6 separate regions of the Sus scrofa genome follow, and all the other regions are linked to region 4. Evidence: chromatin contacts called from public HiChIP or PLAC-seq and promoter capture Hi-C data. All regions are on one chromosome and are shown on one strand. Each heading gives the region's core, a stretch centred on a gene start, on an enhancer-like site or on the middle of the called end of the contact. The rest is flanking DNA. Distances are from core to core; before and after follow the strand shown. Region 1 holds the start of CCDC82 (coiled-coil domain-containing protein 82). Region 2 holds the start of ENDOD1 (endonuclease domain-containing 1 protein). Region 3 holds the start of MAML2 (mastermind-like protein 2). Region 4 holds the start of CEP57 (centrosomal protein of 57 kDa). Region 5 holds the start of CWC15 (spliceosome-associated protein CWC15 homolog). Region 6 holds the start of SESN3 (sestrin-3).

Region 1 (4,874 bases), core at 457-2,956, 590 kb before region 4:
GACTCCTTGATCTGAGGGCTGAATCAATGAAGCCACATTAGGTGGTAAATATTTTGCAAATATTTGGCCATCATCTGATCTCAGGACGTTTTCATTTGGATGTGTTGGTGAATTATCCAACAAGAGCACAGCCTTCTCCTGTAAGCCTTTGGATCTTAAGTGCTCCCGAACTTGTGGCACAAAGATCTTATCAAACCATTGTCGGAAAATTGAAAGATCCATCCATGCACCTTTTTGGCTAAAATAAGAGACTGGCAGGTTTGAAGTGTCAGTTGACTTGAAAGAGCGAGGTTTCTTTGCTTTCCCTACAACACAAAGTTTAAGTTTGTGTAAACCTGTTGCATTGGCACAACACATGACAGTGACTCTTTCTTCAACTGACTTGTGCCCAGGGACTGTGCATTTACCTTTGATTACTGAAGTTCTGGAAGGCAGGCATTTCCAAAACAATCCAGTTTCATCTGCATTGTAGATTTGTTCTGGTTGCAAATTCTCTTGTTCAATAAAGTCTCGAAAGTTGTTACAAAAATCTTCCACAGCAGTCTCATCTCCGCTTAATCTTTCATTTCTAATATTAATCTCTCTAATGCTGTGTCGCTGCTTAAAACGCGTTAACCAACCGGCAGAAGGGTTAAAATCACCATCCATTCCCAAAGCATAAAAGAAGAACTCTGCCCTTTTTGCACAAATTGGCCCAGACACAGGATTCCCTTTTGCTCTTTGCTGGTTGAACCATTCTAGCATTGCTCTGTCCAGTTCCTCATACATGGATGGCTTCATAGATTTCCTCTTGGCCAGAAGACTTGTGGAATCAGAACTGCTTGCATAAGTTATAATCTTTTCTTTATTTTTTCTTATATCCCGTACTGTTGTCTCACCAATTCCATAAATCACTGCCAACTGCTTGGAAGAACCACCATCTTCAAGTTTCTTTATTATATCAAGCTTATCTTTAATAGTCAACACCACACGCTTCCTCTTCCCTGACATGGTGAAGCTCTGGCACTCAGGTACTCGGCCCACACTTACACGGAAGCAATCCACAAAATCCTGCCTTTTCTCACAGACTCACTTTAAAACAGTCTTACACACTAGTTCTTTCAACCTCACCAGGAACCTGGTGGCCCAGACCTCGTCCCCTCTGGGCTTGGCTGGTAAACAGACGGCAGAGGACGATCAGAGGGGAGAAGTTTGAGGGAACAGGCCTTTAACTTTAAATGGGCAGTAGAAGAGGCCCCAAGTCACCGCGGATAATACGGATTACAAACATTTGTTTTATTCCCACAGTGGCCGCAAGAAAGACTATAGCCCCACAAGCCTCCTTCAGGCCCGGTACCAGGTCAACGACCGTCACTAACCCCTGCCACACCCCAAAGTTACGGTGGAGAGCGGAAGAGCCAGGGAGTCGGGACTGGCCCCCTTCCCCAGGGGGACGGCTACGTTTGATTCCTCCCCCAGCCGCCAGCCCCTTCCACTGCAAGCCCCACCTCCCCGCGCTGGGTTTACTGGGCCTGCATAGTCCCCCCGGTCCCACACAGCCCGCCAAGCCCCTCTCCCCACCTCAGTAGGAACCAGGACCCTGCACCGCTCCCTGCCTAACGCGCGGCGACCGCTCCTCCCCCAGCACACGCTCCCGGAAGACGCCCCCTCCCGCCTCCAGGCCCCGCCTCTAGCCCCTCCCAGAGGCGGGACTTCCCCCCGGTCCCCGGAAGGAGGAGGGGCGTCGCTAGTCGGAACAGGACACCTGGGCGGAGGCAGGGGCGGAGGCAGAGGCGGAGGAGGATTGAAAGGTGAGGGCGCGGGGACGACGCGGGGCCAGCTCGGGGCGGGGACTAGCTCTCGCTTGGGCTGCTAATGGTTTATTATAGGGGCAGGGGAAGCCACGCCTCCCCGCGGGCAGGGAGAGAAAATTCCCGCCGGCTCTCTCAGGATGGGCGGGGCGGCTCCTCTGCGCGCTTCGCTACATTCGCGTGCCGCCCGGGCTGAGCTTCAGTGGGTGGGGTGCCAGTTCCTGGCGCGAAGGGGAAGTGGGCAGGACTGATACGCGGAGCCCGGGTGGTGATTTCGCGGGTTTCTGGCCTTTCCAGATTCTTGTTTGTTTTCTGCGGGGGGCCTCACTCCTCTAAGATCTAGGGGTTTGTGACGTCCCGCGAACGTCATCGCGAAGCTCTCTCTGAGGGTCCCGTTTCCTAGCTACAGTGCCCCTTCCTCGTGAGCGCGAGGGGCGGACTGGCCGGAGTGCTGCGCCAGGTGTCTGTGTCCCGTCGAGGAACCAGGTTTGTAATCGTGAAAAAGACTCTGGTGTTAAACTCCCAGGAGGATCTTTTCCTTCCCCGGCCACTCATCCCTGCTGAATTTAGCGAACCATCCTCAGTATTACAGATTTTGAATATTTCTCTGTGCGAAATTGTGGAGTAGTAAACCTTGGTTCTAAATAGAGGTAATTGGCTTTCCTCTCTTTATATGTTTCTTCATATTTTCCTATTTCTGTCTTGTGCTACCCTGGTTTCCAGCCAGTGGAAGAACTATGATACATTATTCACGGCAATGTGATAACATTAAAAAAATCATATTATGTAGCCTTAAAATCATGTGTTGTGCTGGCTTGTTTTCTTGTCCCTAGTAGTTTCATCAGATTGTGAGCTCCTTGAGAGTAGAGACCGTGTTGTTGATGTTTTTTCTAGTAACGCCACAGCTCCAAGCGTGCGCTGGCACGTAGTATCCATTCAGTGACTATTTCCTTGGTTTGTTAAGGTTTCTTCTCCAAACTGGCATATAAAAGGAAACACTAAGGAGGGGAAATGTTTTACAAATAGAATGCATCCCTTCTAGTGGAATTTCAAGAAATGGCTGAGGGTTCCACTGCCCTTAATTTTTTAAGTGTAAACCACCACCTACATTGTTTATAGAGCAAGTCCAAGAATTAATCTTTTCTTGGGGATGAATTAACCTCCAAGTATAGAATAACGGATAGTTCTTCTGATATTTCTTCTAGAATAAAGTGTATTAAGGTGGCACCAAAGTACCCTTTTTAGTTGTAGAGTTACTGTGTTAGAGAAAGAACACAAGCCCTATGGATTATCACCTTTACATCCTTCGGCAGACAAAGTTTACGTGATTTTAACCCCCCGAAGCACAAAGGTGTGATAGTATTGATCTTCATTCACTTATTTAATGCTTTCTGTTTGGAGTGTCTGTTTTTCTCTTTGCCTAAAGGTAAGTTATCATTAAAGAAGCTTGATTAAACTCTCATTTCAATATATTGAGTGTATACTCAGCATATAAAAAATTGCATCCATTTGCATGGATAATTTTCTGAGTGAATTCTAATGATCAAAAGGTGTCTTACCCATCAACCTAGCTTTGCCTTCTCATTTCCTCAGGTTCAGTTCACTCACCTTTCCCTCCGTTATCCTTCTTACCTCCCCATCTCACCTAGTAAAAGTATCCACAATTTAAAAAGAGGAGCTACATATTCAAGTTATCTTCTTTTTCAGTAACAGAATTTTTGATATTCTGATATTATTGATATTATCAGCAATGTTGAAAAAAGAGAGACCCTGGAAATTTGGCAGTTGGCCAAATGAAACAATTTGTTTAAATAAAATTTGCCCCCTAATATATTCAATACTGGAGTTCCCATTGTGGCTCAGCATGTTAAGGACTCATGTTGTCTCTGTGAGGATGCATGTTCAACCCCTGTCCTCACTCAGTGGGTTAAGGATCTGGCATTGCTGCAGGCTGGCGTCATATCCGGAGTCACTGGATATGACTCTGATCCAGTGTTGCCATGGCTGTGGCATAGGCCTGCAGGTGCAGCTCCAATTCAGCCCCTAACCTGGGAACTTACATATGCTGCAGGTGCAGCTGTAAAAAGAAAAATTCAGTACTGCAATTTTCCAAAATAAATTTTTTCTCATCAGACTGCCTTTCTTCGAAATCTTTACAACTCAGTGGAAATCCCTTAATTTTTGTGATCAGTATCATCAGTAAGATGGTAGAGGGAAGTTTGCAAATTTTCATCTTTTCTTTTCTTGACTATTGGATAAATAATTTCCAGAAGTTTCTGGCTTAACTCATATGCACTAGAATTCAGTTACATAATTTAAAAAGCATGCTCTTAAACTCTTATTTAAATGATTTTAATGGTTATTTTCTGTAACTAAAATTTAGCATGAATGAGAGATAAAATAATGACTTTTTAAAGACATAATTTTTCCTACCTTGTACAAATATAATATTGGCAGCCGTCATTGTGTAGCACTGGACCGGGAATCAGGAGACCTGGTTTCTAATACCTGCTCTGTTGCTAAGGAGCTGTGTGATCTTTGGTAAGTCATTTAAACTCTATGTCCTTGGCTTTGATTTTTGTAACAATAGATCCTTCCTTCTAGAATCATTATCAGAATGTTAAAATATATTTGAAAATGCACTGAAAATTACACAAAGGATTTTTTAATAGCTTAGCTGTGTAGTCATAGGTATTTGTATAGTGTGACATTCTTAATCATTTCTACTGTTGTCATAAGGCTCACCTCTTGTTATGATTAGTAACTATCTTTGCATATGGTAGAGTTTTGTAAGATAATCATCTAGTGTGTATGAAACTGCTCTTGAATATTAATAAAATCATCTTTCACATTACTGTTCCTGCTGTCCATACTATAGTTATCTACTAAAGCCATGTTGTCATTAGTTTTTACAAACTTTTTTTCATTATTCCTCCTAATTCAGACAGATTTATAAAAAGCCTTACCTTCTTATTATGGTGTAAAGCATGTACACAGCTTATGCAAATTTAGAACTGTATGTGCTTAAAAAATACTTCTTTGTACTGCATGGCTTCAAAATATAACCTGCCTAGTTTATCTGGT
Region 2 (4,653 bases), core at 1,943-4,442, 680 kb after region 4:
GGAGGGCTGGGAGACAGGCTGGAGCTGTCGATGGGAGCCAGGGCACGGGGGCCTTGTAAACTGCATTCTGCAGGGTGAACTTTGTCCTGTAGGTGTTAAGCAGCCAACACCCTAAAGGTTTTAACCACAGGAGTGAGTCATTTTTAAGATCTTTGATTTAGGAGTTTTTCTTTCCCATAGCAAAATTGCAGGCCAGCCTGGAGAGTTGCTGAATTGGGCTTTGGGAGCCCCGGAGTCAGAACAGCCCTGCCTGACTCACCACCAAGGGCAGGTGCCAGATGCCTTTGGTCTCCTGCCTCTTCCTCCTCTGTGTGCTACACCTCTTGGTAACACGGACCTCATAAAAAGGTGATGTGGGCACAGGTGACTCAGCATTACAGACGGCTTGGAAGCAGCCAGAAGTCCACGTTGAGCCCTGAGCATCTTTCTGCAGTGGGGACCTTGGCTGGGAGGCTGGCCGCAGTGGGGCAGGTCTGCTGCAGTATGTTCCAGGGTCCACCAGCATTGCATCTGGCAGCTTTTTCCTCCCTCGCCTCCTTCCTAATACCCCCCTGGCTCCTGACCAACTTGACCTGACACCGAGATGGGAAGAGGTAGGCAGCACAAGCCCACCTTGCAGAGAGAAGCATCCTGCTGGCAGTGCTCAGCCACGGGAGGGTTCCTACCTCCCCAGAGGGGAACTCTGGCCTCCTGTGCTTTTCCAAACCACTGCACCTCTCGCGTCTCAAGCTGCCATTCGGAAGTCTTCCCCTTGCTCCTTCCCCACCCTCTTTTAGCTCCCCAGTGCCATTCCCCATCCCCTGGGGCCCAGGATCTCCACTGCCTACAGGACGGTTCTGTCCACTTCCCCTCTGCAGAATGAGCCATGCTCCTTCGGGCTCCTTCAATAACTGCATATAGGGGTCAGCCCCGATGCCCCCAAGCCCTGCTGGACCACTCCTCCACATTGCCGCCTCCCTTCCAAGACTCCTCTCAATTCTGATCTTCTGAGTAGCCCATCATCTACTCCCTTGCACTGGTTGAGCTGCTCCAACCACTCCCTACACACTAATCCTTGAGTCGGCCCCGTAGTGCTCACTCAGCATGTCCCCTCTGCTGGGGGTGTCCTCTTCCTTGTCTCCTCCCTGCACCATGCCTCATCTTCTAGGCACAGCACAAATGTCACTCTGACCTGAAGCCTTACCCCTGTCACCTCCAAGACAGATGAAATCTCATAGGACTTTTTTTACATTTTTAACCTGAGGGTGTTTTGCTCATGTCACAATAACAGCTAGGACTTATGTGCCAGGCACGCCTGAGAGCACTTTATATAGAGGAACTCACTTAATCCTCAAAATTCCCATTATGACCTCTAAGTTGACCTGCCCACATTTACAGTGAGTCCATGGAAGAACTAAGGCCTGATTCCACACGCTGTGTGGCCCTGATCAGAGGTGATGCCCCCTTTCCACCCAGCAGACCAGGGGGGCTCTGAGTCCCAGAACGACACTCTGTCTCCAGCACCCCAATTGCCTGGCACACAGCGGGTACCCACTAGCTGGGGTACTTCTAGATTTAACTCGAGCTCAAGGGGTAGAGTCGGGCACAAACTAACTTTAGATTAATATATGCCTTAAGTGTGCACAGTTTACACCCGACCTTATAGGTCCTGACCGCAACAGGATGTGGAGATGGTACGAAGACAGGTGCAGATGGCTTGAGTTCTGGTCAAGGTCCTTGAGCTAGGGATAACTGAATGTGATGACAGAAATTACAACCCAGGGCTCTGAATGAAACAGCTGGAAGCTGGTCCCCTATTCATGGTGCGGCCCTGGGCAGCCATGGCCATCAAGAACGGGTGAACTGAGTAGTCAGCTCCTTCCCCAGCTAGGGGGCAAGCCAGCCTGGCTGGGTGTTCTAGAGAAGAGGCTTGTCTCTGGAGGTAGACATGTGACAAGAGGTGTTAAGACAGGTTCAGTAGGGTCTCTGGGGGCCTCTTGGAATATTTGGTCACTCTCACCAGACAGAAGTAAAAACGCTGAGGCATGACCCGGTTTCTAAGTGGTCAGATAATGTGGATAGGAAGAGTCAGGAAAAACTGGTTTGTCTTTCCTCTTAGTTGGAGGTAGTCAATGTTTCCCTGCTATTTGTAACTATCCCATTGCATTTCTAAAAATCTGCACCTTCATTCCATTGTCCTAACTCAACACAACTTCAGATCGAATTTACTCAATGTCCCATGCAGAAGGAAAGGTTTTTCAGGCTCAGGTGGCCTGTGCAGAAGGGCAGCGTTTTCCTACTAGGAAAGGCAGTGAACTTCTAGCCAAAAGACCTGCCCATCTCTCTGCAAGTCTCTTCACCCGCCCTGAGCCTTGATCTCCTCTTCTGTAAACTGGGCATGAAAATGCCCAGCCACCCACCCACTCCCACAGAATTGCGGCAGCGACTTGCACCAAGGTCTCTGAGCTCCCAGCCTAGGCTTTCCGAAGATCCGAATGGTTTCCTGAGTCTCGGTCTCATATTCCTCTCGATTCAGGAAACGAATGAGACACTGCAGGTGTCCACACTGAAGTGCAGGGAGAACCCCTTCCCACTGGGGACCTCGGACCCCTGGAACTTAAGCGAAGTCTCGCACAGCACCGAGCTCTGGCTGTGGCTTTGACGCAGGGCGAGGCAGGCTGCAACTCGGGGGCGCGGTGGGGCGGATCGGAAACCCGGTTTCCCGACCTGGCACCGAGGGCTGGGGCTGCCCTTCTGCCCTTCCCCACCCTACCGCTAGCAGTGGCCACAGAGCGCCCCGGGGAGGCCAGCCCAGCGGCCGGGCTCGGGAAGCGCCTCGCTTACCTGCGGCTCCACCAGCCAGCGCTGCTCTGCGCCCAGCGGCGCGGGATGCGCGGCGCGGAACGCCGAGTACACGGGGATGCGGTCCCCGGTGCTGTACAAGGTGGCGAAGCGCTCGGCGCCCTCGGATCGCTGACAGATCTTCACGTGGGCAGCGGCCGCCAGCCCCGCGGGCGGGGTCCCGGCGTAGAAGAAGCGGTTGCATTCGCCGAAGCCGGCTTCCTCCTTGCGCACGAGCCGGCCCTCCAGCAGCCCGGCCAGGGCGAGGAGGCCGCCCAGCGCCAACCAGCGCGCGGGGCCCATGGCGCGTCTGCCGGCCGGACCGGGAGCGCGCGAGGCCGCCGAGCCGAGCGGCGGGGAAATCGGAAGCCGGGCGCGGCGCTGGGCGGGCCGGGCTGGGCGGCCCCGGCGGCGGGGGCGGTCCGCTCCCGGAGGCCGCGCCTCCTTTGCACCCTCCTTCCTGAAGATGGCCGCGCAGGCCAGGGCTCCGGCACCCGGCTGCGGACCAGATCCCCTGGGCTGCACCCGGCCTTGCGCCCCTGGTCCGCGCTCGCAGGCTCGGAAACGGGCGGTCCTCCCGAGGCTGAAAGGTCTGAACTGAGTCGGCTTACTCAAAGGGAACGGGAAGGGACGGTCCCCGGGGCAGGGAGCCTAATAGCCTCCTGAGCTAGCGCGCCCCAGGGACACTCAGGGATGCTAAGGGGCGGCTTGAGAGGACCACAGAACTGTGGCTCTTTGGAGCGGATGGGCGGGGACCTCCTGTGAAATCCGGTGAAAAGCAGTCTCCCGGTCCCCGACAAAACGCTCATTCGCCGGCATAAGAACACAATTTTGATGTAGCTTTAGCACATCTGAAGCCAGGAGATCCAAGAAATCCTGTTACAGGAAATTCCTAACCTAGGCAGATAGTACAGCCTATCTGTGGTTTACTTGGTGCGAAGGTTAGTATTAAAACCCAAACCGGAGTTCCCATCGTGGCTTAGCGGCAACGAATCTGACTAGCATCCATGAGTACCCAGGTTCGATCCCTGGCCTGGCTCAGTGGGTTAAGGAACCGTCCTAGCGAGAGAGCTGTGGTTTTGGTCGCAGAGGCGGCTCAGATCTGGCAGTTGCTGTGGTTGTGGTAGGCGGGCAGCTACTGCTTGGATTCAACCCCTATCCTGGGAACCTCCATATGCTTCAGGTGTGGCCCTAAAGAGACATACATACATACATACATACGTACATACATACGTACATAAATAAATAAAATATAACCAAAACCAAGAAAGAAACACGACAAGCGAACATCCCTGGGTTGGTACCTTTGTTGATTCATTACTTCATTACCTCTGTGTCAACCTGGATTAGGCAGCTGAGTACCATGGTAAACAAGAATAGGGTCCCTGTGGTCTAAAGACTAAGCCTAGTGGGAAAGCTTGTAGTTAATCAAAGAAGCAGGCTATTAAAGGAATAATGAAACACTAACATGGAGCTGTGAAACCTGCCCCTCCAGGGATTCAGGGCATGGTCTGGGAAAGCTGGCCTGCAAAAGTGGCATCTGAATTGAGACCAAGAGGATGACATGATCTAGGCAAAGAGGAAAGCAACCTGTGCCGAGGGGTCTCCCAGCAGGAGGGTACAGGATGTGTTGGAGGAATTTAAGGAAGGTGGGTGTGTGTACAACAGAGAACTGGGGGAAGGGATTGTGAGAAAAGGGGCTAAAGAAGGAGGCAGAGAATCATTCAGGCTGTCATAGGCTGGAAGCTGTCTATTGTTTTTGACGGGATCCACAATGAGAAACAAGCTTCATGCAGTAATACTTATGCTTACAATTGACATTGCAATCTGGTA
Region 3 (4,901 bases), core at 282-2,781, 560 kb before region 4:
CATAGGTTTGAAATCAGTCTTGAGTTCAAGTCCTAATCTGTTACTTCCTAGTTAGTTTAATGTAAATAGTTTTGATTTTGATGAGCCTCAGTTTCTTCATTTCTGGGTGGAGTTAGTAATACCTCTCCCTCAGGATTTGGGTAGATTAAGGGAGAAATCAGGGAAGTACTGTGCCTGAAACTGAGTGTAAATAAATAGTAACTGATGTGAATGGAAATGAGGATGTGGATGATGACGTCAGCTTGAAATCAAATGGCCATAAGTTTAAATGTGTATAAAAGACATTGTAGAGGAGTGTCCTACACCATTAGAATATAGAATGAAAATTTATCAAATTCTTGCTTGACCAAGTTCTTAAGGTATGTCCCTATCTAGCATAGAAATCAAAGTTTATATAAGAGTTGCAGATTTGACTAAGGACTCTGTTATTAATCAAAACCCATGCTATTGCAGGACTGTACAGTGAATGGTAAGTTTTAGATTTAATTTTTTCTCTTTTGTCAAGTATTACTGCTGGATATAAAGTGTCAGGAGTGGTAGAAAGAAAGTAATGTCTAATGGATGCACCTTTAAAAAAATGTAATATGATCGAAACTCATTCACTTTTTAATGAGGAATTCTTTTTAATAGAGGGAATTCTCTATTCAAATTTGCATACCCAACAACAATATATTTCTGCCTTTCTTCTTGAGTGGTGAGGAACTTAGCCTTGGAAGAGACAGATAAAATATGTTCCAATGAAAAGTAGCAAAGTTATATGCCATCAGAATGCACTTGTTCCTGGTTCCAAACTAACATTCCAGGATTTGTGAAAATGAAATGGACCAATGTAGGCCAGCCTAAAGAGAACTAAACTATAGATAAATCCAGTCTTAAAATGTTTGCTTTGATTTTGCCCATTCATTTCTCTTCAACTCAGTTTGAAGTAGGACCGTGTTATTGAAATGGCAGAGTTGGTTTAGATTAAAAAAGCCCCATTGCTTGAGACCTCAAATTGAAATGACTTCCAAGTTAGGATACATAGAACATTTATGGTCCTGATTATAATAACAGTGTGCTCATCTTAATTTATTCTCCGTAACTGACAACAAACAGAATTCAGTATACTTTTGGAGACCTTAAAGGTAGGATTGTCTGAAGAGGGGACAACATTCAGTGTCTGAGATTTGGTTTGTGTTATTAAACTTCTTGAAACTACTGCTAACGGAATGATTTTCCTCATTATAGATGTAAATCGGACAGCTGTGGAGACCTCAGATCTTGCATTTTTGGTTCGTCGTAGGCAAACTTGTATTTTCAAGGAAATCTTTTTTTTTCCCCTTCTAGAACTGGTATTGGTAATTTCACCATGGTAGAGTATTTTATTTTTATTGCTACTGATTCGCTCGTAATCCCCTATTGACTTATCAGAGACGCACACCACAGGCGGGCAGGTAGACTGACACTCTCCTGCCCTTTAGGAGCTGAGGGTGCGAGTTCCTCTCCCCTCCCCCACCCTCCCCCCCTCCCCGACCCGCGCGCACACACCCTGTGTCTCCCTGACACGAATGAGCGTTTCCTCCGTGCTCACCCAACTCTCGCTAAGGTGCTCAGGGGTGTCATCGACAACATATTGAAAAATGAAAATGACATCCTCGGGGGCAAGGGCGGGGAGAACGGAGGTCTGCATGGGAAAATACATTCCCTGGGCGGGAATTTCTTCAACGTTTCGAGCTCGTGAAGTCGTCGGGTAGAGGCTGGGGAATTTCCCCAGCCTTCCCCCCTCCCCCACCCCCGAGCCCAGTCGGAGGCCGAGCTGCGCGCGCCGCGGAGATGCGCAGGCTTTGGGATTCACCTCTTCAGCCGCTGGGAGGCCCTCTGCGTTCCCCTTTCCCCGGCGCCGGCCGCCTGGCTCGCCCGTGCAGTGGCACCCGCCTTCCACCAGGGAGCCTCGGGCCAGCTCTCCCCCCGCCCTCCGCCCCCCCACCCCCCTCTGCAGCTCGCTGGCTCTCTCTTTCTCCCTCTGTCTCACTCTCTTTCTCTCCCTCTCCTATCGGAGCACAATGAAAGCCTGTGTATCGCCGTGACTCCGGGCAGCGGAGCCAGTGTCAGCCAAGCGGCGAACAACAGACGGGAAAGAGAAAGGAAAAGACCAGCTACTTTCTTTTCCATCTCTAAAGCGGAGCAATCCAAGAGGTAGAACCACATTGCTTATTGAGAGTCCAGACCCTCAGATCCACTGGCCGGGGATGGAATGTACAAAAGTGGACAGAAAAGTGGCTGGACATGACTCGGTGCAATTTGCTGGAAGTTTGTAAGTTTGACCATCGTTTGTAAATTACTCTCGGAAGAGTTTGTCTCTCTTGATACTGTATTAGAATCGAGCCGGGGGTGAGGAATAGAAACGTAAGCGGGAAAGGAAAAAAAAATGTGTTGAAGGATTCTCTTCTCAGTGGCTAGTGACTTCAGACTGCTTTCATTTAAGGCTGGGAAACCTTAGAGGGAATGAGGATTTTTACCGGTGATTGGATTAGCTGAAGAAAAAAGCATGGTCCAAAAGTCCAATTACTGACATTAACAATTGAAAAGCCGTCTCCCTCTTTGGGGAGAAGACAACATCCTACAGTACCCCCCCCCCCAAGAGGAGAAAACACCGGAGCGAAGGGAAAGGGAGGAAAAATTAAAAGCCAAAAGACAGTCTCTCTTGATTTTTGTACGTTTTGAGCATTGACTTCAAAAAGCGTCTGAAACAGCACTTTAAAAAAAAAAAAAAAAACCTGAGGAAAAGTAAATGCTGTGGGTTACATAGATCATGGTAGAAATGTGTTTCTCTGCAGAAACAACCCCATAAAGAATCTTCGGAAACAACTAGGTGAGGGGGGGGCCAGCTCTCTATTAACACCTCTCTCATTTCCCTTTGCTGTCTGTTTCTGTCTCTCGCTTGACCATCCCTGAATTCTTGCTCTACCCTCGCCCCCCCCATCTTGTGTTTACAAAGTACCTAGTGGCTCTTGTCAGCTTGGTGGGGGGAAAGCCCCCACTAACTCTGGCCAACTTCTCCAGAGCTGTCAAGTGCAATTAGAGTAAGTTGATCAGGGTTTGTTTCCCACTTAGCCTCTGCCATTGGTTTCCATTCTTTCTCCTCACCCTCTTTTTACTAACTCCCCTCCCCCATACCTTCTCCCCGTCCCCCCTCCAAACCTCTGAAGACCTCTATTCATGTGGCCCTGAACACTGAGCGCGCACATTGTCAAAAGCAGATTTGCCTGCAATAACCAGCCATTGCCTCCTTCCCCCTCACCATCCCAGAGGCAGCAATCATTGTGTCCAGTAAGATGGGGGACACAGCGCCCCCGCAGGCCCCCACAGGAGGGTTAGGGGGGGCCCCTGGGGCGGGGCTCCTTGGAGGGGGCTCGGTCACCCCTAGGGTGCACAGTGCCATAGTGGAGCGCCTTCGGGCTCGGATCGCCGTCTGCCGCCAGCACCACCTGAGCTGTGAAGGACGCTACGAGCGGGGTAGAGCTGAGAGCTCAGACCGGGAAAGAGAGAGCACCTTGCAGCTCCTGAGCCTTGTCCAGCACGGCCAGGGGGCGAGGAAGGCTGGCAAACACACCAAGGCCACTACCACTGCCGCCACCACTACAGCCCCTCCACCGCCACCTGCTGCCCCTCCTACAGCCTCCCAAGCGGCAGCGACAGCGGCCCCACCGCCGCCGCCAGACTATCACCATCACCACCAGCAGCACCTGCTGAACAGTAGCAATAATGGTGGCGGTGGTGGGATCGACGGGGAGCAGCAGCCATCAGCTTCCACCCCTGGGGACCAGAGGAACTCGGCCTTGATTGCGGTAAGGCACCTGGTTTTCTCCTGATTCTGGCTGTGGTCGTGTGGCCTTGGGTGAAGATGGAGCTGGCCCTGGCCTGAGGTAGCATGGATGGCAGTGCAGAGGGCCAAGATGTCACCTGACTACCTCAGAGGCCGTTGGGTGTCTGGTTTGTGTGGTGTTGTTCCTCTTACTTGTCAAGTTCAGCTGGTGCTCATTCATGGGTTTTCCTCCGCTTGTAGAGCATCCTTAAGTGGTAAGAAACTTGGGTTTTCCTGAAGCTCTCTGGGATCCACAGCTTGTAGAAGAGTTGACTACAAGCGGCAAGATTGGAGCCGCTGAGAAAGGAAGGCCTTGTCCCAAGGAGCCCAAGCAGCCATCCTTAGCCTGAAAGCATTGAGCAGTCCAGCTGCCCTTATCTAAGACTTTTCTTTCTTGTCCCACTTTCCCCCTCTCTCTCTGAAGTGGCCCGTTCTCTTTGGGTTAAGAGAACAGACGTTGTCACCGCTCACAGAGCAAGTTCCCAGAGTGTCCTCTCACTCAAAAACAAAAATTTGGGGAGCTCCCTGGTGGCTCAGTGGGTTAAGGATCCAGCACTGTCACTGCTGTGGCACGGGTTCAATCCCTGGTCCAGGAACTTCTGCATGCCATGGAGGCAGCCAAAAAATAAACGAACCAGAATTTGGGGAAATATCCCAAAGACTGATGAGGGAACGTTCTTAAGAGGCCTCCTCCCTGGTTTCCTGTCTACTCCCCCACTGTCCTCATCTAGCTTCTTTCCACAGGCGCTCCAATCAGGTGGTGCTGATTCCCGCCTTCATTAAAGTGGGCAGGCGCAGAGGGGCTATTTCCATGCCATCATCCTAGAAAGTACCTTGTCTTCAGCCACTCCTGGTGACAGGACCTCAAACCTGAAAGTTGTGATTAGGTTTCTGGCTGGAAGTTCTTCCTCAGACACACAGACACACCCTGTCCCAGAGGGAGTAGCCCTTGAATCATTGGTTCTTGGTGCCAGTCCTGGTCAGGTGACTGCTTGCTGTGTGCCAGCTTTCCCCCCAAAGCTGCTGAGCCCATGGAAGGTGGAGCCCTGCAGCCCTG
Region 4 (4,826 bases), core at 1,684-4,183:
GTGTTTGACCATGGTTACTGGGAATAGTAAAAAAAAAAAAAAAAAAAAAAAAAAGACATTCTTCTGTTTCAACACTATGCTGTCTATATTTCTATTCATATCATTATACCTGATCACAATTATTTTTCTGAGGCTCTCTATTAGTGAGTTAATACATAGCAATCATTCAATAAATGTCAGCTGCTAGCCCTTACTCTTCTTGCTGTGTGAAAGAATGCTTACAAGAACAATTCAAATGTATCACCTATTGCCATGTTGTTCTCATTTAAGATTTACCTTGTAGCTGCTTCTTAAAGATTACACTATTTGTGAATCTACCTGTTAAAAATCCTTACCTGCTAGGAGTTTCCATTGTGGCTAGTATCCGGACTAGTATCCATGAGGATGAGGGTTCGATCCCTGGCCTTGCTCAGTGGGTTAAGTGCGTTGCTTTCAGCTGAGCTGTGGTATAGGTTGCAGAGGTGACTCGGATCCTGCTTTATTGTGGCCCGGGAACATCCATATGCTGCACGTGGGGCCCTGAAAAGAAGAAAAAAAAATCCTTACCTACTAAAAGCATCTTCATTTACTAAACTTGCTCTATGCTGGGTTTATTGATGTTAAATACACAAATTGTTAATGTCCACAACCCTGAAATCTCATTATGAGTCGTCTTCTGAGTTCATGTTGTAGTTTTTATAAAGGTCTTTCTTCTGTTGATTTTATTATCAACTGTTTATTAAGTTAAAGTGCTTTTTAACCTCTATTGGAAATGCCAGCCTTATTTCTGACAGGACAATAGTGTCTTAGCAGGGCCATTTCTTATACTCTGATAAACTAAATTTAGTCATTTTTGTTTTGAGACATAGTGACCTCCAAATTAGACATTTGATGCAGCAGGTCAAGTCATTATACTTTGATTTGTAAAGGATCCTAGATATTCAGAGCAAATTTCTCCATATTTAGAATCCACTTACAGCTGAGCTTAGCATATTATATATATATACACACACACTATATATATATATATATACTATGTATATATATATGCTTTCCTAGTAAACATTCCATAAAATTTCTGTCCAGGCTACCTTAAAGACTAATGGTTAACCACATCCCAGTAACCACTCAGCTAGATGGCCTTGGCAGAATTCAGCTCAATTCAACATTCATAGGAATTTTCCTTGCTTAGTTTCCAAGTGCTGTTTTGAGAGCAATGAAAAGACCCCCATGCCAATTATCTTTACTTATCTTTTCTCCCAATTAAACTGAAGTAATAATCACAGCTCATATCCCATCTATCTACTGACACTTAATAGTCTTAACAGTTCCTCTTTCATCTTCTCATTTACTGACCTAATTCCTGAATAACTCCAATTGCTTCATTCATTCCTTCTTCTTAATCTTCCCTGATCTCTTAATTAGCTACCCTCCTTGTGCTGAAACCCTGAGGATCACTCTGGCCTCATTATCACATATCACCAAAAGCTGAAACAGGAAAAAGTGTCTTTTCACCCAGGTGACTCTGCTCTTAGTAACCTTTCCCTGTTAACGTTTACGACATTACCTTACTACCTTACCGTGATATTCTCCTGCCTTCTCCCCTCACCATCCCTCTCTTATTTTAATCTATTTTTACAATTCTTCCTAAGGGACTCTACACCCACACTACCTCTCTGCTCATTCCAAATTTTTTTCAAGGTTTCTGGAAGCACCTATTGTCTTGGCACATATTCCAAAATGCCTGTGGTGCTTTGTTCTCCTTCCTTTTCTGTTCCTGGGACAAGCATTTGCGAATCCTTCACCACCCAACTAGCTCTCTCTCTTCTCTCCCCAAGCAGTGCTCATCACCCTTGGCTCGGTTTTTCCAGCATGGTGGCACTTATGAAACAATACTGTGTATTAATCTAACTACGTGTAGATTCCTTCAGTGTTTGCTCCTTCAGAGGGATTCTGCTGTATTCATCTGTGCAATCCTAGAGCCTTTTAAAAGTACGCCAGACACTCAGCATTTGCTGCATGAAGAGATAATGGCTCTAACTTGAGCTTCTTCACATTCACATTCACTTCCCATCTATTCCCAGAGCGGCGGGTACCAGCCCAATTCAACAAAATACTAGTAACAGGCTTGTGGCTCTTGCGGAGGCCAAAACAATATTTAAGATCAGCTCCTCCGGTCGCCTCTCTAAAACGACCTTTACACAGAGGTCATCGGAATAAGGAGGCGGTGGGATGAATGCAGAAGGAAGAACAAAAGGGAGGGAGTACTGCTGGCAAAGCAATCAGCAGAAGCACTGGAGACTGGATTATTCAACAGCTGCCAATTAAGGCAACTAGAGCGCCTACCTGGTCTCGGAGCGCTTTCAAGCCTGGCCGTTACACCCACGTGACCCAGGAGCCCAGCTTTCGCAGCACGGGGTGCGTTGGGTAACCATCCCTGCGGGTCCCAGCAATGAACGGCCACCTGGGCGGTAAGCAGAAAGGGGCAGGGGGGAGAGACCCGCCGGCCGGCCGGCCGGCCGCTTTCAATGAACGGTGCAGCCCAGGCAGAAAAGCGGTGGGCGCCGAGGTAGCCCGGGGAGATGTAGGCGCCCCGCGCCGTTCCCCAGAACGGGTAAGATGCTGAGCCGACATCGCTCTGAAGGGTGAGGAAGAGCAAAGGGGCGCCAAGACCGAGACGGGACCTATTCGAACGTCCACCGCTTCTTACCGAGAATTGAGAAGCCGAAGTCTCAGAGACCGACGCTGCCGCCATCTTCGTGCCTGCCTAGCGGACCTCTGCAGTCCCGGAGCGGCCCGGGTGCGCGCGCTGTTCTTCAAGCTTCGAGAGCCGCCCGCCAGGGACGACCCTAAGCCAAACCCCTGATGGAAGGGGCTGGGGTGCTGGTGCCCGGCCCGGAAACCCCTGCCACACACCCCCACTTGGACGCCCGCGCTCTGGAGTGCACACGGAAAGGGCAACACGTCCTAACGGACGCCCTGGTCAGCCAATCAAAAAGGCGAACGTCTTCAGGTGGTAGGAGAATCCGCCCCTTCCCTCGGTGACGTCACAAGGTAGCGCGTCGCAAGGGCTGCGCGGGCGCGTAGCGCCGAGGGTTCCCAGGCCCTTCTGACGGGGTTTTGCATAGGAACGGACTTTCTCGAGGGAAATAGATGGGCGAGGGGTTGTGTTGTTTCATTGGCAACCGAATACAATGACTGAAATAAAAGCGAACGCGAAATTCAAACACTCCATGTCTTCCCTTGGATTAAAGGCCAGAGAGAGCGTGAGTTTCACTCGGGGACGCCTCTCCAGGTGAAGTACTCACCTTTCGGCCAATTAAAAATAGAATTGGGAGGGGCTTAAAAATTTGGTCCAATGGAAGTCAAGGAAAAAAAAAGAATAGGGGCAGAGAGTAAACCTTAGCAAACAACTGCCCAATTGGATTGGGAAACTCCCAACCAAACCTGGGACTGGCTGCTAGAAATAGTCGCCACCGGGACCTTTGGGCGGGGCAAGTTTAAAGTGGATTTCGCGCGCTGAAAGCGTCGCGCTATTATTGGCCAGCGACTTCCTCCCTTTGTGGGAGCTCCCAGCGTAGCGGGGGTTAGGCCTTGGGCGGAGCGGCCTGGTGACGCTGTAGCCTTCCCAGCCAATCAGGGGTGAGAAAGGGAAGCCTAGGAGGAAGCGGATCCGCTGCCGCGCTGCTAAACCGCAGCGAACTATCCTCTTCGTCTTCCTCCGCCGCTCTCGGGCCTAAGCGGGAGCGGCCGGGACGGCGTCACTGGGTGGGCTGGGGCGGAAGTGGAGGCGGAGGGAGACGGCGGCGGCCGCAGGGCCTTGGGCTCTCGCGGCGAGGGCCTGGTGGGCGCGAGGCAGGGGGAGGGGGAGGAGGAGGAGCCCGCAGCCCAAGCGGCAGTGGCGGCAGCGGTGGCTGCGGCGCCCGAGTTTCCCGTAGGGCTCCGCCTCGGAGCGGGCGGCGGTGGAGGAGGAGACTGAGGAGCAGGATGGCGGCCTCGGCCCTGTACGCCTGCACCAAGTGCACCCAGCGCTATCCCTTCGAGGAGCTCTCCCAGGGCCAGCAGCTCTGCAAGGTCCGTGGGCGCTGGGCGGCGGGCGGGCGGGGTTTCCTCGGCGGTAGCCCGAGCGATCTGGGTGCCCGTTGCATTGCAGCCCCTCTCTTTTCGCCGGCGCCTGGGATTTGGAGCCCTCGCCTCCTCACCCAGAGACCCGGTTATCCTAGAACCTGGGCATCAGCTGGGAAAGCCCCCGAGAGGACAGAATCCTACCCTCTTCCAGGAGGCCCAGAGGGTGCCGTGCGCCAGCAATGTTGAGGGGTCTTAGGGGTGGGGCTGAGTGAGGCAGCCACCTGTCTATGCCGCAGAGACCCCGGGGTGGAGATGTTTTCATCTCGGTTTTCTTCCTGGTTTGTCCTGTTCTTCCAACGGGAGGCAGGGGACGGTGTTTGCACTTTCTTGCTAGGAACCTGAAGCCGCAAAGCTGATGGCATCCTTCTTCCCTGTCCAGGAAAGCGAAGCGTCTGGCTTGGGAACAGAATGCTCTAAGATTTGGAGCTCCTCCCATCCCATTAAAGCCGGGATGCTGTCTGTGAGCAACGGTGCACAATAATAAGTAGTTTCACATTTAACCAATCCTTGGGATCGGCTTTGACAGCTTTCTTAATTTATCTGTAGCGCGTACCCCTCACATCTAATAAAGACAAAGACATCTATGCCTTCCCTAAGGAATTATGCTGTAATTGACCACTTATTTGGTAAATCACTTAATTGTCTACGTTGGGGGACAGATTGTATTGATGTTTTAGGCATTTGACTAGAATGGGTAAAAATTTTCCACCAGAAAAGTG
Region 5 (4,861 bases), core at 342-2,841, 770 kb after region 4:
GAGAGAGAGAGAGAAAGAAAGAAAGAAAGAGAGAGAGAGAGAAAGAAAGAAAGAAAGAAAGAAAGAAAGAAAGAAAGAAAGAAAGAAAGAAAGAAAGAAAGAAAGAAAAGAAAGAAAGACAGACATTTGAAACTTGGAGCAGCAGATTAAGGATCTGGTGTAGTCACTGTAGCAGGTCACTGCTGTGGTGGGAATTCAATCCCTGGCCCAGGAACTTCCACTTGCAGTAAGAGCCGGCCAAAAAAAAGAAGGAAAAAAATTGGTTTTTAATGCAGATTTTTATGCAAGAGAGTGACACTACCTGACTCACTATTTTAAAAGATCACTCTCACTGCTAGATGCAAAACTGACTATAAGACAAAGGAGACAGTTACACTCCAGGCGGAAAATGATGGTGGCTTGGACTAGGGTAGTAGCAGTGGGAATGAAATTTAGGGTATATTTTGAAAGTAGAATTGGTAAGACTTGCAAATAAGTTGGATGAGACAAGTGAAGGAAAAGGAATCTAAGAGGAAACCCTGGGATTTGGGTTCAAGTAACTAGTATGATGGTAGGTAGTGTCCTTTACTGAGATGTCTAAGACTGGGGGAGTAATACCTTCCTAGAAAAATCAAGACTTGCATCTTGAAATTTACAGGGAAGGGAGTTTTTCTACCCTTTTGTTTTGTTCATTTTAGAGTTCAAAGAAAGAATTCTGAGGGGGGGAAAAAGCTTTTTTATGTTCAATTTTAATGAGCTCTTTACATTTGAAACTAAGCTAAGGGAGTTGGATTTTCATTTGTTTAAGTATCTATTGAGCCAAAGACTATGTGATTAGATATCACGATAACCACGTTAAACTGACCAAACAAGATCCCTGCTCCCACAGTGCTTTTGGAGGTGTAAGAAGGACAATTGGTGATTTTTTTCCCTTTCCTGTTCGTTGCCTTATTAAAACTTCACCTAACGCATGAGTAGCCATCTTATAATTGCATCTAGGGCTCCTGGCAGTTGGGCCCACCGTTCTAAACGTTCAATGTCGGTTAATGAATGAATCTCTAATAGTGACATCTCCCCTCCCGCTAGAACTTAGGCTTTAAAAAAAATTACAATTTTAACAGTCAATACGAATACAACCTTTGCTTTGAAGACTAACATTTTTTGCAGGAATGGTACCTTTATAAAGATCGTGGTTGCCCCCGTACATATTTGTTCTTTCTTCATATCCAATTAAAAGAAAATACTAGTCTTTCCGTAGCCCAACTCTCTAGGCTTGCTGGGTCTAGCTCAAAGATTAAGCAAGCAGGAGCCGTTGGATTTAAACCGTTTGGTATAATCCTTTTCTACGCTCTCTCTCCTTCTCTCTCGGTAGCCGGGGACGTGGTGTCGGCTACCCGGGGCTTTCCGTCCACGCAGTACCGGAATGAAGGCGTCTGGGAGGGGGTCGGGAAAGGAAAAGACGGGAGAGACATTAAGTAATTGGTTCTCGAAGGTATAAAATGATGTTTAGGGTCTACTCAAAGCACCGATTTCAAACGCCCGCCCCCTGGGCTGTTTAAGCCCCGCCTCTTGCTGTCGTCACGCCGACTTCTCCCTTGGCCTCTGCCGATTGGTCCCTGCCTCCGCCCCTGAAGAGGTTAGGGTTTGCTTCCGGGTCTTGGGCTTTGGCCCTGGGCGCAGGGGTTTCTGGGAGCCGAGAATCTAAGTGGTTTCTGAATGATCTCCGGAGGCTGGTGCGTTCGGACCTCGGCCAACGTGAGCTGCTGGGGGAAAGCAGACTGGGGGGGGGGGGGGGGAGGACAGTTGGGGGCGGACGCGGAGAACCGACTGCAGGCAGAGGAGTTTTCCGGAGCGGCAGCGGGTTGCGGAGCCCAGCGCCTGTTGGACTGGGGACGGCCAGTCCCGGGCCGGCCGCGGAGAGCGTAGCGTGAAGGTAGCTCTACAGGCTGCGTTAAGCGGGTCTGGGCGCCCCCAGCCCCTCGCCAAATCTGGCACGGGTGAAGAATCGCCGGGCTTTCCGATGACAACCCGAAGGTGAACTCCCCAGAACCCAGAGTGTAAATAACGATGGTGTGTGGGAGGCGGCGGCGCCCCCAGCGGCCCGGAACCCAGTTTCACCCCCACTGGATATATTCCTCTCCCTTTTTTGAAAATCTAGAGAAGTATGCCAGCTGCCCCAGACACTTGCTTTTCCGACGCTTGAGGGAGGTTTTAGTAGCCACATCGGCTGTGCAGTGTTTTTTAGTTGCTTAAAAGCAGAAGTAACATAAGGAAGGAGTCCCTGATTTGTAGTTACCAGAGTCCCGTGGGGGTGGGTTCCTGTGTTTTGAGCATCCCTTAAATTGTAACTTGCAAAAGTTATGATTTATATTATATTGGCTGCTGTAGGATAAAATTGAAACAACAAAAGATTGTTGGGGAGCTTTGCCAATGTAACTGTCGTCGAAGTTGAGCACACTTCTTCAGGACCTTCAGTATCTGTCAATGATTTGTTTTTTTAGATATCTTCTCTGTTTTTGTAGCTGCTAGCCTCTTTTCTGCAGTGTGAGGTTTAGATAAAATGGGAACCTTAAGGAGTCTGGTGGAGTAAGGTTGAGTTGAGATTTTTTTAAAAACTGAGACACGGCAGTACTGTATTTTTGCAAGGGCTTTGACATGTCAAGTCTCTTAATTTCATGATAATCCCATGAGGAATAGTCCCCATTTTACAGATGACGGAAACTTAAGCTAGTTGGCTTGTCCAAGGCCACAGAGCCAGAAGGAGAACAGGAACACAGTCTCAGATCTTCATGACAGAACTTTTTGTACTAAATATCTGCATATTCCCGCTACACCCTGAGCTTCACTGTTTGTTTTCATGAGAACTTTTGAGATCATTTTAAATAAGTTTTGGGGAATAAGTTAGGGAAATTTTTTCCCAAGGATGGATATTGATTAATACTTTATAAAATGATAGTTTGTTATGTTGAAAGTAACTTGGCACTTTTTCTTCAAAGCATAAAAAATGACGACGGCAGCTAGGCCAACTTTTGAACCTGCAAGAGGTGGGAGAGGAAAAGGAGAAGGTGATTTGAGCCAACTCTCCAAGCAATATTCAAGTAGAGACCTACCCTCTCATACGAAGATAAAATATAGGTAATGAAGCCTTTTATTTTTTTTTTTGTTTCACAAAGGAAGACCAAATCTGTTAAATGGTATGGTCATAAGATAATAGTGTTTACGTTATTATCACTTAGTAATCTATTTTCATAGGAGTAGAATGCATTAGTGTTTATAACACTAAAATCATGCGCTATGATTGTAAAATGCTACAAGATATTCCTTAAGCAGAAATTGCAATTAACTGGGAATTTCCATAAGTAGATGGAGCAATAGCTGATACATTATCTCAGAGGGACGTGCACTATCAGCACTAATCAATATGAGATTAAGAGTATTATTGTAACAGAGCCCTGAGTTGACATAGTTACAAAAAGTAAGGACATTTTAATCAACCTGCACCCTTATTATGGGAAAGTATGTGATTTAGCTTGAGGTTCTTGAAATATCAGAGACATCACAGGAGCCTCTTAGTAACCCTCAGATTAGGATAGTGATCTTGTCCAGTTTCCCTAATGGGACTTTATGTTTCAGGAACTCAGGACAAAGTTGCTTTTCACAAGCTGTCTTCTATGACTACAGCCGTGTGTTTTTAAGAAGTATTTTTGCCCTGGTTTGTTTCTGCTTTAGACAGACCACTCAGGATGCCCCCGAAGAGGTTCGGAACCGCGACTTCAGGAGAGAGTTGGAAGAGAGAGAGAGAGCTGCTGCAAGAGAAAAAAATAGAGATAGGCCGACCCGAGGTACCAACACTCCCTAGACCCCTAGACTACCCTACACCCTGGACACGTCTCTCATGACATTGTGTTGACAGTAATTTTTCTTTCACGTGGTAATTAGAATGGATTACTGTTTTTGTTTGCTTGCTTTTAAATATTGGTGTGAACTTTAAGTTTCTTAAAAGACTGGATCAGATTAGGTTAGGATAGATTAGATTGGATTAGATTAGATTAGATTAGAGATGGTAATGAATTTGATTCCAGTTCCATCTTTTTATGTTTCTATATGGAAAGAACTAGGTGATCTGGGAATATTTAGCAACCATTGTTTCAGTTCGGATTAAGGTATTTTCACAGCCAGACTTTTTGAGGCCCCATTGTTTCTGTCTATGAAATTCTCCATGGAGTTAACTATTGTGGCTCGGCTGGTTCAAAACCCAGTGTCATGAGGATGCTGGTTCATCCCTAGCCTTGCTGAGTAGGTTAAGGATCCTGTGTAGGTCGCAGATGTGGCTCAGATCCCCTGTGTGGCTCAGATTCCCATTGCTGTGGCTGTGGTGTAGGCCAGCAGCTGTAGTTCCAATTCGATCGCTGGCCCTGGAACTTGCATATGCCAGAGGCATGGCCCTAAAAAAGGAAAAGAAAAGAAAAATTCTCCCATTTTTATTTCTAGCAAATGCAAACTATTTTCTGAATTTCCTGAGCAAGGCTACAGTTCCCATATTAAAATCAATACTTCTATTAATTTATTCAACACATATTTGCCAAGGGCTTATTTGCCAGGCACTGTGGTTATAATCCTTACTTTCATGCCTAAGACTTAAGCTCTTTGTGCCCACAGGCCCCTAAAATATCATAAGAAATGCAGGATTTGATTCAGTAAGCTAAATGATGTTTGTTTTCCCGTAGAACATACAACCTCCTCCTCGGTGTCAAAGAAGCCTCGGTTAGACCAGATTCCTGCCGCCAACCTCGACGCAGATGACCCTCTAACAGATGTACGTTTTACTCCCTCCTCTCATCTCTGTGTAGTGATTTACTTATCTTTTTTTTTTTTTTTTTTT
Region 6 (4,784 bases), core at 1,970-4,469, 530 kb after region 4:
GTTAAATAAAGTGACATTACATCTAAGCCATGTACTACGAGGAAAACAAAGTCACATTCAAAACAGTCACATGGTAAATCAACTATAATTGTAAAAATGAAAAAAAAAATTAAAAACAAGAAAATTGTTTTTTAAATGGTGCAAAGTGTTGAATGGACTTTTTTGGAATTAATTAAAAAGTAGTTCTCAACATTGGTGGTAATTTTCACCCATATCCTACTTTTCTAAAGTTCTTGTTTTAGATGGACCAGACCAAAAAAGGGGGTGGAGTCTCTCCTTACTCTACACGAAGTTCAAAGAAAGGGCTTTTGTTTCCTTCCCTCTTAACTAACAATGGGATCCAGGATTTGCAAGTCACTCATTCTCTAAGTCGCAGTCTCCTTCAGGAATCCAGGCTGCCTAGGGAAGAAAGGGAGCCCAGGTGAGAAATGGAAGAGAAAGGAAGGATCCAGAAGTTGAACGTTACTTGAGAGGAGAGAAGAGGATGATGGGACCAAGGGTGTGAGAACCAGAAGAAAGGGTGGTTGTCGTGTATCAAGAATGAGTTACTTGGGAGTTCCAGTCATGGTGCAGCAGAAACATCCAACTAGTATCTATGAGGATTCGGGTTCGAACCCTGGCCTCGCTCAGTGGGTTAAGTATCCAGCATTGCCATGAGCTGTGGTGCAGGTCACAGAAGCAGCTCAGATCTGGTGTGGCTGTGGCGTAGGCAGGCTCCTGCAGCTCTGATTCAACCCCTAGCCTGGGAACTTCCATATGCGGCAGCTGCAGCCCTTAAAAAAAAAAAAAAAAAAAAAAAAAGAGTTGCTGGATTGATGATTTCAGGGGTGGGACATGGACACATATGTCAGGGTTCAGTGGTAGAAATGTTACAGCTCAGTACATGGCTAACTGCCAAATAAATGACAGTATAGACAATGTTATAAAAGTTTGGAGGATGTGGGGGAGAGGACCATCATTTGGTGAAAAACTTAAAGGACTTCATGGTGAAAAGATTTTAGCTGTTAAATAAAAGGAAAGGTGAAAAAAACTATAGGATAGAAAACAACTTGAAGTTCAACTACTGTTGGAGAATATTCCATCTCTGCACAAAAATTTACCGCATCCTTCGACTTCTCCTTTCCTTCAAAATGTATTCTCATCAAATCTGCTTTCCAAGCCAGGAATATAACCCAAGAAATGTACCAGTAAATGGGGACACATATGTGTTTCAGTTCTTAGGACAACTGTGCCTCTCTAACTTTCTCCCTGGATTTCTTGGTTCTCTGCCTTGAAGGGTAGGTAGTCATTTCTCCCTCTGCTGAATGTTCTTGCGTTTAGTTTCTTCGAACTGAATATTATGCACCTTCCCCACACCATTGCTATTCTGGGCTCTATAAAGCCACCCAGCACCAAGAGAACTTTAGCTATCACTAGTTAAATGCATCAACACATTTACCCAACCACATAACTTAGACCCTTTGGGGGTTTTCCAGGCTATTTTAATCTGTTTAAACCTGACACTGGCAGATTTCCATTTCCTTTGTTCCTTGTGTAGACTAGGTTTATGCCTGTTGGTCTCTAAAAGGAACAGAGAGGAGGCAGCTGTCGAAAAAATGAGGAGATTGGCAGTTTTAACCACACAATTTGCTCTAATAGCTTTGATATGCTAAACTTGCTAGCTCCTCCAAGTGTACCTTTCTGATTTTGCATCACAACACCACACTGAATCCCTAAGAAAACCGGGGTCGTTTTTTTAAATTGAAAAGGAGAGGAAGAAAAGAAGCCATTCTTTTAAATCATCTTCACAGATTCCTTCTGCCAACTGCAGGCCTTCACAAATCCTCGCACACTGGAGACCTTTAAAAAAGGAGAAGCCGAGAATACTGATCGAGTTCTAAAGAACGAAAACAGGTGATGTCAGAACGCACAGTCCTCTGTGGTCCCAGCCAAGGCCGGGTGGGGAGCTGGGGCTCCAGTGAGCACGGAGCTCCGCGCCAGTGCGCAAAGCAAGTTATCTCCGGGGACGGGAGGACACCGGTGAGGACCGGGCACCAATCAGGTTCTCTCTCGGCGCCTGCCTTTGTTCTCACTGGGGAGCAGGTTTCGGGGTGTCTGGCTTAGGGAACCCGCTTTCGATCGGCATGCGAGTCGCTACCCCCTCGGGAGACCTAGCTCCCTACTCGCCTGTCCCCCACACCCTGCCAGCCTGAGCTTTCCCCAATTGCATCTGCCTTCTCTCCCTTGAGCGTGAACGCCAAAATCCTGAATCCATTTTTAGCTTTGGGAGAGGCCGGTCCAGCCCAACAGTTTTAAATGGCAATTTGTTCTCTGAACCTTCGTTCCCAGGCAGGGTTCTGTGCTCTGCGTTTGTCTAACCAGCTGCCCCTGAAGGACTATCTATCAGGTGAAGACAAACCTGTCTCTTTGGCCTTTTCGTGCTGGACAAATACAGGAATTCTGTTGCTGCGAGACTGCGGGAAAGGTCTTTAGATGTAGAAGGAAACCGTTAATTCACTGGTTTTGTGTCTTTCCCCTCCTCTAACTCGATTAATGGCGTAAATATACTTAAACATTTATCCCCCACCCGCTGCCGAAGCCTCAGGTAACTGGTCTTTTGCAAAACAAGGATCACGATAAATGATGCATAAAGTTCTTTGAGATCCTTGGATGCAAAGTGCTACGTGACTGCAGTCTTCCTTACAGCTAAGCTAAGATTTTGGCCGAGAGAAAGCCTAACCACAGCCCTGACGGTATGAACGTTTTAGCTCCCCCCACCCCCAGCCTCTTTCTCAAGAAATCAGGAAATATTTAGCTCTATCTTAGAACCACTAGCGAGCTTTAGCTCCCAGCTCTTCATCTCATTCCCTCACCATTTCTGCAGGGGCTGTGGTTTGCCTTAGGAAAGGGGCTGGTCTTCCAGTGATTATTTGCATATGGCACACCCTCTTCCTCCTATTGGAGAAGCCTCACAAACTGTATTCCCTCCCACCCCACTACCTAACTAACCCGCCATCTCCCTTCAGTTCAGAGCCTCGGAGACAAACTTAACTTGCCCGGAGATTCGAGGCGTCCTCGCCCTACGTGATTGGCCGGAGCAGCTCCCAGCCGTGCTCTAGTTTCTTATTGGCTGGGGGCTGGCGCCCGGGGGGCGTGGCCGGAGCTGTCCGATTGGCGGGAGGGGGCGGTACCGGAGCGTGGAGGTGGTGAAGGTGGTGGTGAGGCGGGGGCGGGGCCGCACTGAAGCGCTGCGGCGGCGGTGGCGGCGGCGGCGGCAGCGGCAACGGTGGCGGCTGCTCGTCCTAGCCTGGCGGGGGCGGGGGTCTGGAGGATGAGGGCGGGTGGAACAACGGGCCGGTGAGGAGCAGCCGCCGCCGTCTCCGCCGTCGCTTAGGCATCCGCCACTGTGATCGCTTCGGACAGCCACTCGCTCTCGGGCCGTCGCCTCCCATCCCGACATCCCGCCCGGAGGAGGCTGAGGTTGAAACGCGGCCGGTGGCAAGGGAACTGTCCGGCCCTGGAACGGCGCGGGCGGCCGCAGTGACAGCCCAGCCCCGGCCCGCCGTCCGCCCTCGGTGCTTGCAGCCAAGATGAACCGGGGCAGCAGCAGCCCGTCGGCCGCCGCCAACTACCTGCTCTGTACCAACTGCCGGAAAGTGCTGCGGAAGGTACGGGCTCGGCCTGGGGTCCGGCCGGAGAGGGGCGCTTCCTGCCGGCCGCGGCTTGGGCTGCACGGCCCCGGGGCGCACTCTTGGAGCGAGGCTCAAAGGGATCCCGGGGCACCTTCCCTACTCCGCGACCCCAAAAGGGAGCATGGGTTGGGAGTGGAGGGTTTAGCCTGCTGCTGCTTTTGATCTTCGTCGGGATAGACACTAGTCCCCTGGGGTTGGGATTGGGGGGTGGGGGTGCCTGTGCTTTTTTCCTCCGTTCACCTCCCTACCCTGCAACCCCCGGCCTGTTCTTCGGGCGGAGGGAGGGACGGACCTGTTCGATCCTCCTCTGGGTACTTTTGATGGAGATCGGTGTGAAATAAGAACTGCCTGGTCTGGTCCCGAGGAACCTGACTCCCTCCTAGCTATGCCTAACTCTTGCGGGTTTGTTTTTTTTTTGTTTGTTTGCTTGTTTATTCGGTTGCTTCTGCCTTCCTTGCGCGCTCTCCCCTAACACCCTCTTTTTACGTTCTTTTGACGGTCGTCTAGTGGCTACAGTTCGATCCTGAAAGGAGCTGGTAAAGCAGCTTGAACTTTTATACCCACGGGAAATGCTATTCGCCCTTACAGTTCCTCAAGCTGGGGTTGGGGGAGGAGGACTGGTTGGACATGAGTTAACCCTTTTTAGCATTTACACCCCCCACCTCCAGCCCCCTGGTGTTGCTCCAGAAAAATCAGACGCACAATCAGCTTATTTCTTCCCAGAGCGGCTGATAGAAAGTTTACTTCAGTATTGTTTAGCTTCCTTGGCTTAATCGCTCCGTTAAGGGGGGGGTGTGTGTGAAAAGATGTCGCTTTAGACGAGAAAAGCTTTTAATCAGAATTTAACAGCCGTCACTGGGTAATATTACAATCAGTTTATTCTTCTCCAGACTCAGATTTTACATTTCATTAAGTGGAAACACTAGTTGAGGTGCTTCTGTTTGTCCAGTACAAATGAATTAAAATTGCTGAGCTGTGCAAATGCATCGAGACTGAAAGACCGAGAATGAATACCGCACCGTTTTTAGTCAGTTTCTCTAAATACAGTTCAATTGGGATTGTTCTTTATATATTAAAAAAAGAAAGAAAGAAAGCATGTAAGTAAGCAAGCTC

The links. Promoter capture Hi-C pulls out the DNA fragments that hold promoters and counts their contacts. HiChIP or PLAC-seq counts read pairs in DNA pulled down with a chosen protein or histone mark.
Region 1: an H3K27ac HiChIP or PLAC-seq map of alveolar macrophages shows a contact between it and region 4. The contact joins the promoter of CCDC82 here to the promoter of CEP57 in region 4. A contact is called at or near these places in 3 of 5 promoter capture datasets (fetal liver, fetal skeletal muscle and liver), 7 of 47 Hi-C or Micro-C datasets (embryonic fibroblasts, fibroblasts, heart right ventricle and 4 more) and 2 of 2 datasets of contacts at active chromatin or transcription factors (alveolar macrophages and skeletal muscle).
Region 2: a promoter capture Hi-C map of fetal liver shows a contact between it and region 4, with 5 times the contacts expected there. The contact joins the promoter of ENDOD1 here to the promoter of CEP57 in region 4. A contact is called at or near these places in 1 of 5 promoter capture datasets (fetal liver), 3 of 47 Hi-C or Micro-C datasets (heart right ventricle and skeletal muscle) and 2 of 2 datasets of contacts at active chromatin or transcription factors (alveolar macrophages and skeletal muscle).
Region 3: a promoter capture Hi-C map of fetal skeletal muscle shows a contact between it and region 4, with 3 times the contacts expected there. The contact joins the promoter of MAML2 here to the promoter of CEP57 in region 4. A contact is called at or near these places in 3 of 5 promoter capture datasets (fetal liver, fetal skeletal muscle and liver) and 2 of 2 datasets of contacts at active chromatin or transcription factors (alveolar macrophages and skeletal muscle).
Region 5: a promoter capture Hi-C map of liver shows a contact between it and region 4, with 8 times the contacts expected there. The contact joins the promoter of CWC15 here to the promoter of CEP57 in region 4. A contact is called at or near these places in 2 of 5 promoter capture datasets (fetal liver and liver), 3 of 47 Hi-C or Micro-C datasets (heart right ventricle, liver and skeletal muscle) and 2 of 2 datasets of contacts at active chromatin or transcription factors (alveolar macrophages and skeletal muscle).
Region 6: a contact with region 4 is called in an H3K27ac HiChIP or PLAC-seq map of alveolar macrophages. The contact joins the promoter of SESN3 here to the promoter of CEP57 in region 4. A contact is called at or near these places in 1 of 5 promoter capture datasets (liver), 3 of 47 Hi-C or Micro-C datasets (heart right ventricle, liver and skeletal muscle) and 2 of 2 datasets of contacts at active chromatin or transcription factors (alveolar macrophages and skeletal muscle).

What each region holds. Positions count from the first base shown.
Region 1 is chr9:28,404,182-28,409,055 of Sscrofa11.1, reverse strand. It overlaps CCDC82 (coiled-coil domain-containing protein 82), which reads left to right and starts at 1,706. Exons shown (of 9, transcript XM_021062697.1): 1 at 1,706-1,790; 2 at 4,248-4,331.
Region 2 is chr9:27,132,578-27,137,230 of Sscrofa11.1, reverse strand. It overlaps ENDOD1 (endonuclease domain-containing 1 protein), which reads right to left and starts at 3,192. Exons shown (of 2, transcript XM_005667250.3): 1 at 2,824-3,192. The coding sequence starts at 3,123.
Region 3 is chr9:28,369,612-28,374,512 of Sscrofa11.1, reverse strand. It overlaps MAML2 (mastermind-like protein 2), which reads left to right and starts at 1,531. Exons shown (of 4, transcript XM_021102335.1): 1 at 1,531-3,827. The coding sequence starts at 3,315.
Region 4 is chr9:27,811,051-27,815,876 of Sscrofa11.1, reverse strand. It overlaps CEP57 (centrosomal protein of 57 kDa), which reads right to left and starts at 2,933. Exons shown (of 12, transcript XM_021062690.1): 1 at 2,690-2,933; 2 at 336-519. FAM76B (protein FAM76B) reads left to right here and starts at 2,459. Exons shown (of 11, transcript XR_001298742.2): 1 at 2,459-4,053.
Region 5 is chr9:27,044,010-27,048,870 of Sscrofa11.1, reverse strand. It overlaps CWC15 (spliceosome-associated protein CWC15 homolog), which reads left to right and starts at 1,591. Exons shown (of 7, transcript XM_005667244.3): 1 at 1,591-1,734; 2 at 2,976-3,114; 3 at 3,709-3,821; 4 at 4,707-4,795. The coding sequence starts at 2,984. It also overlaps LOC100513807.
Region 6 is chr9:27,277,640-27,282,423 of Sscrofa11.1, reverse strand. It overlaps SESN3 (sestrin-3), which reads left to right and starts at 3,219. Exons shown (of 10, transcript XM_003129758.5): 1 at 3,219-3,647. The coding sequence starts at 3,570.